Linked DNA regions of Hordeum vulgare: regions 1 and 2 are each linked to region 3. A link is a contact called in public Hi-C data. All regions are on one chromosome and are shown on one strand. Each heading gives the region's core, a stretch centred on a gene start, on an enhancer-like site or on the middle of the called end of the contact. The rest is flanking DNA. Distances are from core to core; before and after follow the strand shown.

Region 1 (2,700 bases), core at 156-2,655, 880 kb before region 3:
TCTGAGGGTATGGGTGAGCAGCTTTACGCTTTGGTCGCGGAGGTGGGACATGTTCGCTGGTTCCATTTTTCTGAACCTTCAGAAAGTACTTCTGTGCATGGCTCCTTATCTGCAAAAACAAGTTAATATGTAAAATGAAAATGGATTTACCAGAGAAGCCATTGCCAGAAAAAACCGATCCCAAGTGCTTGTGCAATGTTTGCACAGAAAAACGAGGAGACTTGGGTTTCTTACAAAGCAGCCGACATCTCCATTAGTAAGGTGCTTCACTACGTTGGAATTGTGGTGCAAATTGATGCATAATTTCACTTGATTTTTCAGTTTATAATCCAAATACCTGGATGACAGTCTTCGAACCAACAAAAGCTTCTATCTTTTTCCAGTCACGATCAAAGCTGAAAGAATCCAGGTTTTCCACATTAATGTCACATTAAGATGAAATCTTATAATTGACTAACAAATCTTCAACACATATATGTGAATTCAACTAATGTAACTGTCAAACTATCGCGCAAAAAACACATTATCGGTACACCTGAACGCTATTGTACTTGTTCACCTATACATCATGAAAAAGACCTTAATAAAGATGGCTGATGCATCACTCGATGCAGAGGCCGGGGCTTAGCCTCCTTTTCTAAAAATCCTGAAAAAGACCTAGTATAAATGATGGTGCTGTGAACGTATGAGACTCTGGGTAATTGAGTTGTAGGAATGCTTACAAAATTCTAGTAAATATTTATGGCTTCAAAAATTATGCTCTTAACTGAAGAAAAAAATGGGTTTAAAAACGCAACACAGCTGCAAGCGGAACATTGGTAAGTTAGTCTGTCATCAAACTTTACACAACTGAACGAACAAGCAAGCTCAGCAAAAACCAGACACAAAAATTTAGGCAGCGCGAGCTAACTAACGCGTAAAAAAGGCTAGAAAAAATATATCCAATCGTTGGCCCAAAGACCGCAGGAACATGGAAGGCATGCGAAGTTTTCAGCCAAGAGCGAATGGAATTGCCTGGAGAAACATCACAGGGGGGAAGGGAAGAAATCAAGAAAGCTGTGGTGTACTGTAGAATTCAGCGCTTGCTTACAGCTGCAGCGCCTCGAGGAACTTGTCGTGCTCCTGCTCCGTCCAGCTCTCGCGCGACTTGGTGATGGTGTAGGGCTTCCGCACCTTCTTGCTGGCGTCGTCGCCCGCCGCCGCGTCGGACAGCGCCGGCGGCGGCGGCGGGTTCGTGGAGACCATGAGGAGGAACGCACGGACGTGCCTGGTCCCGTTGGGTGCCGGTCTCTCGCTCGCTGGACCGGGGGGAGAGGAGAGGGAGGCTTTTGTCCGTAGCGCGGCCGCGTCCGTCCGTCCGCCCGGCTGCGCCTGCGTGCGTGGTGGCCGCGTCGCGGTGTGGCGCCGGGCCGGGTTGGGTGGGAGTGTGTGGGTGGTGGCGCCGCTGGGGGGGCGTGCGGGGTTTTGGCCGTGCGTTTTGGGTTGCGGGGCAGGGAGAGTGTGCGTGCGCGGGCCCCGCCGCGTGGGCCACCGCGCTTGTGGCTGCGCTGCGCGGGCGGCAGCCCACTTGCGCTTGCGCCCCTCCCGTCGCCCTCACGCGGGGTCGCGATCCACCCTGCTAGCCGCTGCTGCTACTGGTCGCCGGCATCACGCCGAGCTCGTTCGTGAAGTTGAGTGAGCGAGCGTCAAAGGCGAGCCAGTGAAAAGTTTGGTTGGTGCGTTCGCGACGGCTATGCTACCATGGATGCTTTTCTCTCTGATCATACGTCTGATGATGCTGAGGATTCGGTGCACCGTGCGTGCGCGTGTCCGCGGATAGGGATACCGGGGGTTTCACCATCGTGCCGATGTGGCGATATAGCACGCGCTTGCTTTTCATCGTACGGAGAGGATTGTGCGGGATCAGTGTGTTATTTGCCTTGTGTTCATTGGCTGCTGAGTGAGATGAATGGTACGGATCAATCCCAGGCCAGCCTCAGTCCCCACTTGGTAGTCCATCTTATCCTTACTGCAGTAATATAATGTAATCAAGGCAAACTTTCCCTCCTTTTGATCTTGCCGTAACCAATGATAAAAAGAAAAAAAAGGCGTGATGTAGTGCATTGCGTCGACGAAGTATGAGCATGATAACGATGAGAACTCATGAGGCAGTAGGAGAATGTTTACTTGCTGCCACTACCAGAAGAAATGTCAGCTTAACTTTATTTTATTTCAATTTCCCGTTGGATAGCCTCGTTTAGAGCATGGGTTCCAAATAGCGAGGATTGGAATTCTAGATCCCTCTCACTCTTTGTTTCAATATGAGGATAAAAGATTTAACATTAGTAGATTGTGTTTTACATAGTATATCTTTTAAAATCGAAAATGAAAAAAAATCTGAACCCGTCTCAAACGCCCATACGGATGGTCCAGTCGCTAACCGGTCGGAAAAGACCAACCCACACGATTGTCTCAAAGCGGGCCTCAAACGACCGGGCTAACCGATACCTCTCATATTCAGCTTAAATATGGAACGGATATAGGAAGGTCCGACGCGTCCACCTCTCATATCCAGCTCAAATATGAGCCGTATATGGGAAGGCCCGACGCGTCCATTACGTCGGACTGGCTGTCGGATACCACACGAAATCGTCCAGAAACCCAAAAGTCTGGCGGGCATCTCCTCCGGTGGGGGTGTGAATGTCGCGTGGCGCCACTCTG
Region 2 (2,700 bases), core at 71-2,570, 780 kb after region 3:
CGTGGAGCCGTGGTTATCTGTCTTTTCCGAACTGTGTAGACTTAATTAAGCTGCGGAATGTGCACATGTTCGTGTCCAGAATCTCCCGCGCTCATTTATTGGCTAATGCAAATTGAAGTAGACGAAACCCTCAAAAACAAAACTCAGTCAGCTAACAATCGTCAATTTTATTTTATTTTCCTATGAAGCATCAAGTAGTACGAGTTACACAGCTGTACGTCGTAGTCCCGCGACTGGGATTGTATACGTCATAAATAAGAGGTACATACCACATGCTCCATGTGGTAAGCAACCTAAAAACAAACAATGTCAAGAAAATAACAGGTAGTACTACATGAGTTTTCTAGCTGTTGACACTTGGAGATACAGTAACCAATCACGACAAGATATATATATATATATATTTGACTAATTAATCGTTCTCCAGGAGAATAGAAACCTATGCGTATGCACCTATTGGTGTGCTCTATATATACAAACCCTAAAGCTAAATAATCTCAATTTTGAGATAATGTATAGACCCCAGAATAAATATACATGTAGCCGGTCCAGATCGCGAATCTCCGTGCAGCATTGCGGCGCCACCTCCCCGGACCCAGCTGCCGGCCGCCACCGCGCTGGGAAAAGGAAAGACGTGGGGGCGTCCGAGCTAACGATCGGGCGCGCGGTTGGTGCTCACCAAACGCGCGTGAGGAGGCTGGGGCTGGCCCTCCGCGCGCGCGGCAGTAGGTGGGAGCGGCAGAGCGGGCACGTGGTCCGGCCGAGGTCGATCCACCCGTCGATGCAGCCGCGGTGGAAGGCGTGCGCGCAGTTGCCCAGCCGCCGCACCTCGTCCGCCGCCTCCAGCCTCTCCAGGCACACGATGCACGCCGCCGCGCCGTCGTGGCACCCCTGCTGCTGCTGCTCCGGACGCGCCAGCCAAGAGAACTCGACGGCCGGGAGCCGCGCCTTGACCTCCTCGGGCAGCGGGGCGTCGTCCACGGAGCGGCGCGGGGAGCGGCAGAGGCCGACGAGGGAGAGCAGCAGCATGAGGGCGTCCCTGACGGCGCCGACGAGCTTGCAGAAGGCGATGACCGGCTTCGGGATGAACACGCAGTAGCACACCAGGGGGAACCCCATGATCTCCGATCACGCGCGGAGTTCGAACGTTGCGCGCGCTTGCGACCGCCGGCCGGGCCTGTCGTCGTTTGTAGCGGGCGAGGAGGAGGAGAGGACGTGTGTATATATATATGTGTGTGTGTATGCTTGATCGAGCCGAGTGAGTCGGGAGGAAAGCGCGCGCGCTCGCAGGTTATATAGAGCGGCAGAGCGAGCGAAGAAGGCGGAGTCGGTCAGTTTCACGTGGTTTTGGTGGAGGATAACGCGGACCGGGAAGAGTTGGGGAGGGGTGGACGGAGGGTGGATGACTTCGCCGTACGTCTCTCGGCATGGGAAATGGCAGGCGTGCGTGCGTGCGTGCTCGGCCCGTGCGCGGAAGCTGCCCAGCCCAGGTCGTTAAAGCGCCAGGGACGAGCGACGCGGTGGTAATAACCCGTATGGTCCAACGGCCGCGTGGTGGCAGGGGCGTATGGTCCATCCTTGGTTGTACAGTACTGTGGTACATTTGCATGGACTTGGCACGCATGCGACAACGCGATTTAGGCCGCGTTTCATAGGGGTGTTGACGCGGGCTTCACCTATACTATATGTTGGTCTGGGAAAACCTCAACAAAACCGCGGGCTGATTGACGCCCCTTGTCGTGTTAAAAAACGTTGTCTTATATTTTAAGACAAAAAGAGCTTTTTTCAGAAAAGAAGAATAGTCCCTAGCCTTTGCATATGAATAATGCGTGCAAGTGCAACCATAAATTAAAAGAAACGAAGTATGCTGAAAGTGTGGCATGGCACAAATTTCATGACTCTTTGGCGAATTGCATGAAACGTTGATAAAATACCTTAATTGGGCACACGGGACAAACCCTTGTGCACAAAGCAGGGCGCGTAGGAGGGGTAATTTGCATCAGAACTCGGGATCACTTGGTCAGTCCTGGTGGTCTTTTTTTCTTTACGGGTGGAAGAGAAACACATACTGACCAAGTTCTACCGTATACCAAAGGACGATGATCCATGAACCTTTGCGGTTGTGGTCTCGGTATAGTGACCGTCATTTCAGTACTTCAGAAAAAGACTCGGGACACAGGGGATTATATATGTCCACATCTCAAGAGACTGTGGATAATCAATGGAGTGACAGAGATTGCAACAAGGACATAAGGAATGTTCCTTTTTTGTCTTTATCCCATCCTCCCACAAAACATCACATATATTTGTAAAAAGAATATTTTCCGTCCCTTAATTTTTGGCGGGGTCTAGATTTCGTCCCCCAACTTTGAAACCGGACAACTTGCATCCTTAACTACTGAAACCGAACAAGGTTCGTCCCAGGTCTTGGTTTTGACCGGTTTTGGTGCCGACTCGCCCTGGTTTGGATGGGTGCCGACTCAAATTCATGTAACTTTTTCAACTTCGTGATGTTCTTGAAATTCATATACTCTATCCAAATTTGCGTTTTTTTTTACAGATCATATTTTTAAAATTTGCATAATTTTTTCAAATCCACGTATTTTGTTTCAAGCTCGTGTAATTTTATCAAATCTGACTAGTTTTTTTACATCCATGAACTATTTTTAAATTTGCATATTTGTTTCAAATCCACATACT
Region 3 (2,700 bases), core at 91-2,590:
TCTGTTAATCTTTTTTCAATTGATGAACTCTTTTTGTAATGTACTTTTTCTAATTCAGGAATATTTTTTAAATTCAGGAACATAATTTTGATTTCCTGGAAAAGAAATTCCGAACAATTCTTGTTATGTGAAGTTTGTTTTTCAAAATCACGAACAATTTGTTGAGTATTTTTTCAAATTCTTGATATGCATACATTGTATGATTTCTTGAACATTTGTTTTCGAAATTCTCAATTATTTTTGAAAATTTGGAACTTTTTTGAATTCATGAATTGTTTTAAATATGTATAAAACATACAGAAAATGGGAAAAACTTGTTATGAGAAAAAACATGGAGCGTCTCGCCCCGTGTATGGGTCGTCCCAAAAGTGCCCTTTATAGGAGTAGTCTATTGTGCTAGTTATATGCATTTTCGCAATTGGCACATACCATCTCCTTCGCATACGGTTCTCTTTCGGCCGGCCTGTTAACCGTGTTTTTTTGGTATGAAGTCGCCATCATCACCCTTCATCCTTCACTTTCTTAGAGCTACCACTACTCTTTGGACCCTTGGTTCTATTCTGAGCTCGTATGCTTGGCATAAAATCATCACCTTCTTCGCTTACTTTCTTTTAGCTTTCGCCACCCGTCGATGATGTAGCACGCTGTCGTATCCCCCCCCCCAAGTTGAAGATATCTATGTGTTAATAATTATTAACTGATTCTTTAAAACACACATCTCACTTGATAGTCCCCTGCATTCTTGCGGCATTGCACAAAAACAAATGAAATATCATTTGAGTAAACCCATAGGAGTTTTGGCCAGACATGGCTGAAAAAGCTAAGAAAAGATGTATTTCGTCTGTCCTAAAATAAATGATTTAACTTTACACTAATTTTATACTAAAATTAATACAAAGTTAAGTCACTTAATTCAGAACTAAGGGAATAGAAGACAACATGCAAAAGGGGAAGGGGTTGTTTGGTAGGACGAGGGTATGTGTTTGGCGGGAAAGAGTTGGTGGAGAAATTAAGCGGAAACTGTCATTTCGACAAGGACGGGAAAATGAAGGTGCAATCAGTTAAGGGGAAAAAAGAACACTTCGTTCACGCCATAAACGAAGAGGTCATTTTATCCAGACATGTAACTTCGTCCAACTATTTATATGAAAATATAAGGCTCACAAAAATCTGCGGGTTGGTTGTGAACAAAAAGTTCTCTTCACCCTACAGGTGCATATCTTCAGCCCTCTATAGCACGAGGAGGCATTTCAACGAAGGGAAGAACAAAGAGTGCTAAGCGAGGTCGATGATGTCGTAAATAAATTTAAAATATCCGAATTCGGTTATAGTCAGAATTTGTTAAAAAAACAATATTTTAGAATAATTCAGTAACTTCTACAGCTCACGTCCATAGTAATCACAGAGCCAGGTGCCAAACCAGTGCATGACTCGTTCTTACGTTCGAGAAGCCAATGGCACGATGTGCGGGCAAACAGGAGAGGGTCGTGATTTTCTTTACCCAAACACACGGCAGAGTATTTTATACCGTCGCAATTTTGATCCTTGGGCAGCGTCCCGCCCCTTCTTTCACTCTTGTTAGATCGACTTCGCACCAACGTGACACGTTTCTTCTTTACCCCGTACAGGCATCGACCGGGTCCGGCGGGCAAACCGTGCTGCTAGTCGGAGCGCAACTTGGAAAAGCAAACCACATCTGACCGTGACGGCGACCGGAGTGGAGGAAGGAACCACACGAGAACGCGACACGCCCTGCACGAGTCAAGAGTCAAAGCACCGGCTGGAGAAAGATGCCCCGGAACCCGACGAGCGGAGGCAGGCGGCCGCAACCGCACCCACACTTGACCACGAGTCCGCCGCTCACGACAACGGCCGCCGGAGCAGCTCAACACCATCGTCCTCCTCCCGCGTATTTCACCTCCGAGCTGCCACTCGCGAGCCACCACCACCACCAACCCCGTCCATTCCACTTCCGGTCCGCAGCACAAGCCATGGCGCCCCTGACGCGACGGCGGCGGCTGCTGGCCACGCTGCTCTGCCTGTGCGCGCTCCCCGCCCCGGCGCGGTCCCAGAACGCGAGCGCCACGCCGGCGCCGGCCAGCGTGGAGGGTTTCAACTGCTCCGCCAACGGCACCTACCCGTGCCAGGCCTACGCGCTGTACCGGGCGGGCCTCGCGGGGGTGCCGCCCGACCTCTCGGCGGCGGGCGACCTCTTCGGCGTCAGCCGCTTCATGCTCGCGCACGCCAACAACCTGTCCACCTCGGCCGCGCCGGCCGCGGGGCAGCCGCTGCTCGTGCCGCTCCAGTGCGGCTGCCCCTCCGGATCGCCCAACGCCTACGCGCCCACGCAGTACCAGATCAGCTCCGGCGACACCTTCTGGATCGTCTCCGTCACCAAGCTGCAGAACCTCACGCAGTACCAGGCCGTGGAGCGCGTCAACCCCACAGTGGTGCCAACCAAGCTCGAGGTCGGCGACATGGTCACGTTCCCCATCTTCTGCCAGTGCCCCACCGCCGCCCAGAACGCCACCGCGCTCGTCACCTACGTCATGCAACAGGGCGACACCTACGCCTCCATCGCCGCCGCCTTCGCCGTCGACGCCCAGTCCCTCGTCTCCCTCAACGGGCCCGAGCAGGGCACGCAGCTCTTCTCCGAGATACTAGTGCCGCTCCGTCGGCAGGTGCCAAAGTGGCTGCCGC

Evidence for each region. Hi-C and Micro-C count contacts between places; a contact is called where the count stands out from the background.
Region 1: a contact with region 3 is called in a Hi-C map of seedling, with 5 times the contacts expected there. The contact joins the promoter of LOC123402347 here to the promoter of LOC123404257 in region 3. A contact is called at or near these places in 2 of 6 Hi-C or Micro-C datasets (leaf and seedling).
Region 2: a contact with region 3 is called in a Hi-C map of seedling, with 2.8 times the contacts expected there. The contact joins the promoter of LOC123403303 here to the promoter of LOC123404257 in region 3. A contact is called at or near these places in 2 of 6 Hi-C or Micro-C datasets (leaf and seedling).

Annotation. Positions count from the first base shown.
Region 1 is chr6H:442,754,632-442,757,331 of MorexV3_pseudomolecules_assembly, forward strand. It overlaps LOC123402347 (protein REVEILLE 6-like), which reads right to left and starts at 1,406. Exons shown (of 10, transcript XM_045096260.1): 1 at 1,091-1,406; 2 at 338-395; 3 at 1-109. The coding sequence starts at 1,245.
Region 2 is chr6H:444,413,553-444,416,252 of MorexV3_pseudomolecules_assembly, forward strand. LOC123403303 (brassinosteroid-responsive RING protein 1-like) reads right to left here and starts at 1,321. Exons shown (of 1, transcript XM_045097253.1): 1 at 295-1,321. The coding sequence starts at 1,119. The coding sequence ends at 676.
Region 3 is chr6H:443,634,817-443,637,516 of MorexV3_pseudomolecules_assembly, forward strand. It overlaps LOC123404257 (serine/threonine receptor-like kinase NFP), which reads left to right and starts at 1,341. Exons shown (of 2, transcript XM_045098176.1): 1 at 1,341-2,700. The coding sequence starts at 1,791.